2 separate regions of the Rattus norvegicus genome follow, and region 2 is linked to region 1. The links are chromatin contacts, called in public Hi-C maps. All regions are on one chromosome and are shown on one strand. Each heading gives the region's core, a stretch centred on a gene start, on an enhancer-like site or on the middle of the called end of the contact. The rest is flanking DNA. Distances are from core to core; before and after follow the strand shown.

What was found. A called contact is a pair of places that touch in the nucleus more often than the background predicts.
Region 2: a contact with region 1 is called in a Hi-C map of mammary epithelial cells, with 2.6 times the contacts expected there. The contact joins the promoter of Pip4k2a here to the enhancer-like site in region 1. A contact is called at or near these places in 3 of 12 Hi-C or Micro-C datasets (kidney, liver and mammary epithelial cells).

The regions. Positions count from the first base shown.
Region 1 is chr17:86,511,308-86,516,520 of GRCr8, forward strand. All of the region lies in intron 1 of Pip4k2a (phosphatidylinositol-5-phosphate 4-kinase type 2 alpha), which reads right to left. Among named protein-coding and RNA genes, the nearest start is that of Pip4k2a, 63 kb to the right of the region's middle. Within about 2 kb of position 2,619, at least 29 of the 93 cell types and tissues checked have an H3K27ac peak or open chromatin away from gene starts, as enhancers often do.
Region 2 is chr17:86,574,096-86,578,614 of GRCr8, forward strand. It overlaps Pip4k2a (phosphatidylinositol-5-phosphate 4-kinase type 2 alpha), which reads right to left and starts at 2,335. Exons shown (of 10, transcript NM_053926.2): 1 at 2,096-2,335. The coding sequence starts at 2,239.

The DNA.
Region 1 (5,213 bases), core at 1,369-3,868:
AGTGTTAAAACCCCACCAACCCAGGCAAACCAGGGAACCCGGAGGCATGCACTAGAGACAGCTTGAATGGCTGGGGAAAGAGCAGTCTGCTCTGCTGAAGGAAGGCTCAATCAAACCTCTGGCCTGATGAGGAGTCTCTCAGCCCTAGTCCCCAAACGTGGCCAGAAAGAAAGCAAAATGACTGGAGGGGGGGCTGAGACCTCGGTCTACATTCTTATCAAGGAGAATCTGGACACTTCGTCACCGAGGTCTTGTTCTTCTGTCTCATGAAAACAGCATACAGACAACCTCGGTGTCTCCTCAGGTCATTCTCTTCTCAAAGGTGACAGATTACAGTGCACACACTTTGTCTCACAGGCAACCTTCCTGAGAGACAGGAAGCCAACTGGTTTGAATGGCACAAAACCAAGACCACCTCACTTCTGGAGTGTGCTCTGTTGCCCAGAGCTACAGCACCTGTGCCACACTAGAAGTGGCGGAGGCTGTCCTTTCCCCATGTGGTGGAGGCAGTGTCTGAGGAACAGGGGTGGTCCCCCGAGGATGGGAAGGGAGCTCCGTGTAGCCCCCCTGTAGAGTAGTATAGCCAGGTCTGACCCACTTTTAACCACTTACTGAAGGGACACAGTGGGGCCTAACTAGGTCATTTCCTAAGGTGAATGGGCTGAGATCACTGTCTTTGACCTTGGTAGAGCAAGTAAAGCCCAACTCTTCTCACAGAAAAGAATCAGTGGGCAGAAAAGCGGCATGTTGACCAGGTGGTCACCTGGATGACCAAGGGACATTTTCCCACAGAAAAATGAACTAAGTATTTATTATAGACATTCCAACGATCCATCGTCAAACAAGAAGCTAAGAGACGCTAAGAGCAGAATGGTGGGGGTGGGGATTTAGCTCAGTGGTAGAGCACTTACCTAGGAAGCGCAGGGCCCTGGGTTCGGTCCCCAGCTCCGGAAAAAAAGAACCAAAAAAAAAAAGAGCAGAATGGTAACTATAACGCCTTCTGTAATATAGTAGTAAATATAATAATATATCGTTTCATTATATAAATATTTATATTATCATTATTAATTATCTCATGGGCTCTAGGCCACAGGGAACTTTCAGTAGCACAGCAGGGGGCAGGAGCCTAAGATTCTAAGTCTTTCCAGATAATTCCATATCTAGATGGTAATGTGTGTTTCCTGCCCTGTCTTAAAGTAAACCCGTCATCATTTCAAGAAAATTGGCAGGGACAGAGCGGAAGCACAGGCACAGATAAGAAAATAGAGAGCGAGGGAGGCGGTGGGAGGTGGCCACCCTCGGACTCCCTACCTTACACCCTGTGTGAGACTCATCTGCTCTACACACCGTGCTGGGCAGCAAGTGGGGGGGAGAGGGGCGAAGCTGCAGCCCACATTCACTAAGAAGATCAGATGGCTGGGGTGGCAGCTGGCCCAGAACTCTTCTTCCCTCCACCACATTCCTCATTTTTGTCTCAGGTGTTAAGAGACACACCCCTAACCGACACTGGGGATGGTGGAGATTTTCTGCTCCTCTGGTCCATGGAAGGAGCTCCAAGTGAAGCAACCCATAAGTAACCCCCCATGACCACATGAACTCCGGTGGGGCCAGGAGCACCCTGTGGAGAGGATCCAGCATCAGGCCTGGAGGCATGGAAGGGTCAACAGATACCACTCGTGAAAAGAAGAGAGGGGTTCCAGGAAAAGTACGTAGAAAACCAAAATCCTAAGCAAGCCTTGGAAGGCATGGCTCTCTTCCAGAAGGCATGTCCAGTCCACAGTCCTCAGAACTCCCGGGAGCCTGCACACCCTTCAAGACTGCTGCAGTCCAGTCCGATTCTCTTCATCCTCCAAGCCTTCCGGGAAAACTGTGGCCCTGCCCAAACTTCCTGTTGGCCTCCCTCCACAGTGACATCACATGATCCAGGCGCTTATTTAGCTGGGTTTTTTTTCCCTCTCCTCTCAAAGACTCTATCTTATGATACACACGTTAAGAAAAAAATTTAAATGTGTAACAATCAACATGAAGCATAGAAAATACTTAGAAAAAAAAGATGCCGGAGAGATGGCTAATTCCTTAACTCTGGATAATTACCCGGGCCTTGGGTTATTACCTTCTCACAGAAGACCCCAGAAGAGAGGTGTCCCTGCCCCACGGGGTGTCCCCCACCCCTCGGTTCCGCTTCTCATTATTCCTCATATTCCAATTTTTACGAATGCCTTGGAAAGTATTCAACCACGTTTTATCTGTTCCCAGTGTTTCCACCCAGAATGCAGAAACAGTCATGAATATGTGACTGCCCCGTTGCTTCACAACATATCTTTGATTTTTATGGAAGAAACCCCATCACGTGATCTTTACTTAAGCTGCTCCTCTCCAGGAAGTACCGAAAGCAGATTAACCACAATCCAACATAAAACCTGCCCCCCCCCCCCCCTGCTCTTGTGGTCTGCGAGAGGAGCATTTTCCTCACATGCTCCCAGGCAACGAGTCTAATTGAATGTAGCTATTTAAAACACACTCCAGATCTAATGAGCAAGAAGTGGCCCGGCCAGACCACAAAGTCTGTGAGAGCTCAATTTGCCCTATAAAGGCTAGAGACTGTGCACGGTCCTTAAGCAGAAAGCAAGCAATCCAGAGGGTTATCTCTGAGGATCAGACTCTGGCTGAGGATGAGTCGTCATACGCCTGGGGGCAGCAAGCAAACTCCAGGCAGCGTCTCACTTTCGAGAGAACCAGTCCTCTCCGCTCCCTCAAAAAATAGTTGCTGTTTTTTTTTTTTTAAGTCAATTGGCCCTAATAAGATAATTCACTAATTAGATCGCTGTGATATGTTCACTTGTAGCTTTAATTGGGGTTTAGCTGTCTGCCGTCCAATTTATCAGAGTAAAAAATTCACTAAAGCCTTTTGTTCTTGCACAATACATTTGTTTAATGGCTTCTCTCGAAGGCTGTGCCAAATTCTAAATGTTCCGTCATGCATTTATTTACTAGTTATCAGGCAACTTATGAATAATTTAACATTTTCCGGTACTCCTTTATCAGATGGGTCTATAAATGTTTGCAAGGCTCTTGGTCGTCAGGCTGTATTTTTCCTACTCAAAAAAAAAAAAGAAAAAGAAAAAAAAGAAAAAGAAAAAAACAAAGTTTCTTTACTGTTTAAAGTTTACCTCCCGACTTTTTGTTGCACGGAGACCAAGTCCCCACCACAGGCAACCTTCGACCTTCTGATTCTCTCCTCTCAGCCTGCAGACGTGGGACACCATAAAGTTCACGTTCTTAAGCTATCCACGGGACTGTCCCATGGACTCTCCTCTATGCAGAAGGACAGTGACTAAAGTTACTGCTGAATTTGGGGGGACGATACCATGGGTCAAGATGTGTAGTCACTGCTCTCTCCCAGAGAGGCCACCCTGCAGTGGAGACTGGGTAGATGGCCAGACAGCAGTCTGAGGGCACAGGAGCCCTGGCCTCCAGCTGTTAGTGATGTCCCTAGGGAGTTGATACACACCTATGAGGAAGAAGGAGATGAAAAAACGCACAGATTGCTAATGGCCAACCCAACAGCATGACAAGCCGGCTCACCCTCACATGCATGGCATGTCAGCTGCAGGGGCAGCCCTGTAGGAGGGACAACCATGCAGAGTAGTCCCCTCAGTGAGTGATGTAGGAGGGACAGCCATGCAGAGCAGTCCCCTCAGTGAGTGATGTAGGAGGGACAGCCATGCAGAGCAGTCCCCTCCGTGAGTGATGCAGGTCACTTCCTTCAGTCCACACGGCCAATCATATCACGCTCCCCTCCCCTCGCCGTCACAGAAGGGCCCTCCCTGCACAGGGTGGGACACCTTAGAATCTGTTCAAGACTCACTTCTGTATGTTTTACTCTCCCTCCCTCAGTCCATAAACGCGTCTGAGTCCATGACTGTGTCCCAAACCTTTCTAGGTTATTCCTCCTGCACAAATGGCACTCCCCAATTTCCAACCCTTTAGGGATTCCTTGGACACAGGTGACCTGACAACCTGTCACGGAAATTTACAGGCGACTGTAAAACCCCAAAGTGGAGAGAGGAGTATCAGCCCTACATGCCTCTCCACAGAACATACCACAGCAGCACAAGACAGCTCTCACCTCAGTGTTATCGAGGTTACTTATAAAAGAGAGTTTCTGGTTCCCTCTCACTTAAGTACCACCTCATTTGTACATCAACATAGTGCTGATATTAAAGAAAAAATGTCTTGCATGTTCTGTAACTCATGTATGTATGTGCTGATTACTGTGTGAGCATGTGTTCATCTGTGTGTGAAGGTCTGTGCATAGAGCTGTGGAAGCCGGAGGCTCAAGTCAGGAGTTTTCCTCCACAGACTCTGATTTCTATAACTGAACTCACAGTGACACAGGGCTCGATGTGTGCTGAACAGACAGTAATTAACATCCATGAGTTTATAAGCTACCAAGACAACTCTTATCTGTCCCATGCAGTAACTATGGCCTTCCGGGGGGACAATACTTCTGGGAAATGATGTCTTTGAAGTGACATGGCTGTAGCAACTCTATGAAATTGGTGAAATTGGAAGGTTTAAGTATCTATGATTTAAAAAATAAATCACTAAGCCATTATTTCATAATCTGGTAATAATTACTTTTATAACAGCCAGTGTGTATTAACTCATGGAAAGAGTCCATCTTCCTGACCAGTAAACTCGTTACTGATCTGGTTACCGCTCCTGTGTGCACCCCAGAGAACCGGGAAATAGCATTTATCCAGTGAACGTTATTTCAAACAAAAATCCCAACTGAAAAACATGCTCCAGAGCAAGGCCCATCCCTGGGGTTATGAATCACACGGTTAATTAGCTCAGGGCCACTTCACAGACATGCCTGTTTGACGGAAGAGATAAGAAGGGACACACAGAAAATGAGGAAAGCCTCAGACATTGGAGCAGGTGACAAGGAATGAAGGAGGTCAAAGGTCAAATTCTCCATTCCCCCAGGGGAAGCCATTTCCTTCCCAAGTTCCTGATGAGGACACCTCAGTCCCCAGGCCACAGTGCTCTTGAGCTCCTACATGCCTCTTTCTGATCTCCATAAGCCCTTTGGCAACAAAGGCTGCGGGGGGGGGGGGGGGGGGGGGGGCACCGTCTTATCTTGCATTCGGTGCCACAGATACAGTTCAGTGGGCTATGGCACCCTGTGGTGACTCTGCCCCAGGATC
Region 2 (4,519 bases), core at 1,085-3,584, 63 kb after region 1:
TAAAAATAAGGGCAAGTGGACAGTAAGGAGACATTTTAGCAACCCTCCCCACTGTGGCAGGCTCTGTGTGCGCTGGTATATGTTGAATTAATAACATGCTTTACATGATACACTCTGCTGGCAGTGTATATACTTAGAATTAGTAACTGTTCTTGAGAGCAACAAAAAGTAACACTCAATGTTCCTACCACCATTCCCTCTGTATTTTCCAAGTAGCACAAATGGAAAACAAATATAGCAACTCGAAAATAAACACAAGGTAGCAACCCAAATGTTACAGTGAAGCTCGCCCAATGGCAACTTTTTCTGAAGTGGACTGGAATTCAGACATTCTCAGTCACTCTCCCCACCAGCCCCCAGCTGCATATTGTTACCACTACTTTACTATATTAAACCTAGGCACACATACAAACACTCCTGACCAAAACACCAGAACTACAAAAGGAGATTTAAAAGGGCCTGTAAACATGGGTCCACGCCCAACTGGTATTTACTGTGCCCGTTGCGGTAATTAGGAAGCTGCCAATAGTAACATAAATAACAAGAAGAATTTTATGAAATCAAACACAACTAAATTAGAGGTCTGTGACAATGGAAAACGGTAACTTCACTTTCTGAAATAAAACTGGGGGGGGGGGGTGAGTTGCTGTCCGCAGTTTTAACAGTTGACATTCCTAATAGCTAAAGATGTCAGTAAAATGAACCTCGGTCGATCCGGCAGTAAAGTAATAGAAAATAACCATTTCTCAACTCTTTAAATCGTCCCAGGTAAACACAATCATCTTCATACTGTTTCACCTTTCTCCATCTCCGCTTGGGGGAAAAAAAAACTATAAATAAAAGATACTAAGCCATTTTAAACAGCTCTGTTAATTTGAGAGTGCACAAACCACGCTGGCTTTCTGTCACTTCTATTATGCTGAAAAGGACACCAGGGCATCCACCGAAATCAAAAGCAGAGCAGCAGGCTCACGCTCTGCCTCCGAAGCTGGCTGACTGCAATGGGTAAGGTCACGGTCAAAATTCACAAGCTCATTGAAACTTTCATGGCTCAGCCAATTGCGCCTATCGTGTTTCCTGATCCCATCTAAGTAGATTAAAGCTGCAGGAGTTTTCTCGCTGTCAGATCAGCGGGCGGCTATTTCAGCCCCCCACACCGCAGTCCGCAGAGTCCGCAGCCTCGCGCCTCCTAGCATCCCAGGCGGTGCGCTAGCTAACCTCCCCAGCCTTTTAAACAACCTTCCAAATGAATGTAATTAACTCTAGACCACCTCGAACTCGCGCCTGCCGGGACCCCCCTCCGGCTGTCACCACCAAGGCCGCCCTTCCGCAGTCGGTGACTTCTGCCTGGTTCCCCAAGGAGGGGGGAAGCAAGGGGGAGGGAGGGATGAAGACTCCCGGCCAGGAGGTCTGGAAAGGGCACAGCAACTGGGCGATGCGGGAAGGGACGAAGGGCGCCAGGGCCATATTTACGTTGCCTCTTTTTTTCTTTGCAAAAAGAAAAGAAAAAAATCCTCCTAGAGTCTGAGAATGCTACCTTTAAAGGAAAAAGGAAGCTAAGCTCTCAAGATGCCGTCCAAAATCTTCTGGTTTACTCCAGTCCTGTCGCCTAGAAGCTCCGGACGCTTCCTGACAGGGACAGGTACACCTGCCCACCAGCTCAGGACAGGAGGGCCCAGACTAGTGGAGCGATCGTTCGGACTGGGCCCTGAGCAGTTCCCCGCCGGGACTGATAGCTGAGGCAGAGACGGTCCCCGCACAAACTTCCCACTTCCCAGGCAGCGAGCACCGACCGGCAGGAGGACGGATGCGGAGCAGGACAGGCGCGGGGAGGCTCAGAAGCACAGCACAGCAAATGCTTCTCATCCCGCACCCTCCCTGGGTTCCAAAGGAAGCGCAAGCGCTGCCGGAGAAACCCAAGAGGCAGACGCATGTCGTGGGGATAGGGGTACCCCAAGAGGCGAGTGGCCAGAGGGCCCGGGACCGGCCGAGCCAAACGGCTAGAGATCCCCGCCCTGCCACCGCTGCAGCAGAGGAGCAGAGCCCGGAGGCTAAGCCCGAGGAGCAAGAGGAGCGCGCCGCAGAGGAGCCTTACCGAGTGGTTGACCCCCCACATGAGCACGCTGAGCAGCGGGTCGCTGGCCCGGAACAGCTTCACTTTCTGAGCCACGAAGTGCTTCTTCTTCGTCTTGGTCTTGCTCGCCAGGACGGAGGACCCCAGGTTGCTAGGGGTCGCCATGGCCGCTGTCCCCTCCACCGCCGCGCCGCCGAGGCCGGGGACCCGCCCTCCCTACACGCCAGCCTAGGGAGGCAGCCGCATCCCCCGGGGCGGCCGCCGCTGCGCGCCTGCTCCAGCCCCGCTCCGCCCGCGCTCGGTCCTGGGCGCTCGCTCCGCCCGCTCCGCGCGCTCGGCCGCCTAGGCTGCAGCTGCGCTCGCCTCGCGCCCCCGCCCGGCTCCCGCCCGTCGCCGCTCGGCGCACTGCCCGCCGCTGGTCCAGGCGGCCAGCGGCTTCCGCGTTGGGCGCCGGCGTCATGACGCAGAGGCGGGCGGGGCAGCGGCGCCGACGGGCGGGGCGGGTGCGGATGCGGATGCCGGACCGTTAAGCTGTTCTCTGCGCTCCGCCACCCGTGCAAGGCGAGCACACCCCTGGCGCTCTGCAGAGGCTGCTGGGGAGTGCGGTGACTCGCGCGAGCATGCCTTTCACGCACCCGGGGAGGATCAAGGAAAGGGAACGAAGGCAAGGGAGCTCCGAGGAGGGAGCCCCCAGATGCATGGGACAGGCAGGAATGTCCCGGAACCTCGGCTTCCCGTGCCAAGGGCCTGGAGAGTTCTTGGGACCCGGAGCGCTTCATCGGGACGCGGGCTTTCCCAACATCTAGGGAAAGGACCTTGGCTCCTCTTTGTCCAACTGTCTGCCAGAGAGTCCCTGCCTTGAACTGCCTTGAACTTCCTAACCTTATGCCTTTTGGGTTCTTCTTCGGCCTTCCCACGCTGTCGAATACTAGAGTGTTATTCCCAGCCTACCCTGGGATTCCTCACTGAAACCCCCGCTTTAGTCAGCTATGCCCCAAACTGGACCGTGTGCTTGGAACCCATCAACCCTTTTGCAGACCACCCCTTCCTTCTCGTATCCAGGACACACCTTCTAACTTGAAAATGTTTTCTCTTTCACCACTCCACACTGAAAATTAGCCCTCCTTATGCTCGCATTAGTTGTTCCAAGTCTACAATCCTGCTTAGATCTTTCAAGAAGACAAAGAATACCAGCAGGAACAAAGAGAGGGGGCAGATCCTGTGAGACCTTTCTTTACTCTTCTTCATTTGACCTTTCAACACGGTTGCCCCCTCCTTCCCTTTGGTCGTTCTAACTTGTTGATACTATCCCCCCCCCCCCAAATGATACCTTGCTTCTGGTACCAACCATCGCCATTGTTGATGGCTAACGGGATGAGGCCAGTATCAAAAACAGCCTAAATTAATGTTGTGGAGTTGTAGACTTGGCCCACAGTTCCGGTAGTTGACCACATCGTTTAACCGGAGACTGAAGTTACTTGTGTGAATAGGTATAGTCTGACGCAAAGGTCACTTTAGGGACCTTCTATAGATCATTGGACTCAAAACCAGCAGTAGATAAAAGTACACGATGTTGCAGACCTGTAATCCTGACACTCAGGAGGCAAGGCTAGAGGATCAGAAGTTCAAGATTATCCTCAGATAGTTTGTTCGAGGCAAGCCAGGTATACATGAAACCCTGTCAGGAGGAGGGGGTGTACAGTCCTTACCTTGCTGATAACCCATAAACTCTGGCCTGACCTCAGAAAAGAGCATGTCTGAACCAGTCTGCATAGCTTGTCCACAGGCACCCTTGCACAAGAACCTACAACCAAATTCAACATCCTACACAGCCCACAAGTTGTTTCACTTCTCTTGCTGTATTGGAAATAGCATTCAGATTGCTCTTGACCCAGTTAGGAGTTCATTTATTTAACAAATTCTCATTGACCCAGACTCAAGAGTTTCACATCATCGATTATTGCTCTCATCACCACTCCACAGAAACCTGTACCAGCCCCTGTCCTTGAAAACAATTACCTCTTACCTCCTGGTGGAAATGAATCCTTCCACTTCAATGCCTCTGTAGCTCTTTATTTGTTCACAATAGCTGTAATGTACTTAATTGTATATTACTAATGCAAGACAATAGGCTTGCTGAAAAACCGAATTCAATGACGGCAAAGAGCTGGATGAGCCTCTGAGAACAGGAAATGGATACCTCTGGGCATTGTTAGGCAACCCTTCTCAGAGAAACATGGGCACTGATGGGTCAGAGGTCACCATCTCTCCTGGGAGGGGCAGAAACAAGGGCAGGAAAACAAAGGTATCATCATGAAACATTGACGTGTCCTACGGAATCCTGATTCAGCACCTTTGCAAGCTGCTTCCACCATCAGGGAGTCGCATCTATTTGCATTTGAACTCTTCTCTGTTGGTTCTGAGGCTGAAGTCGTTCTCTAAGCA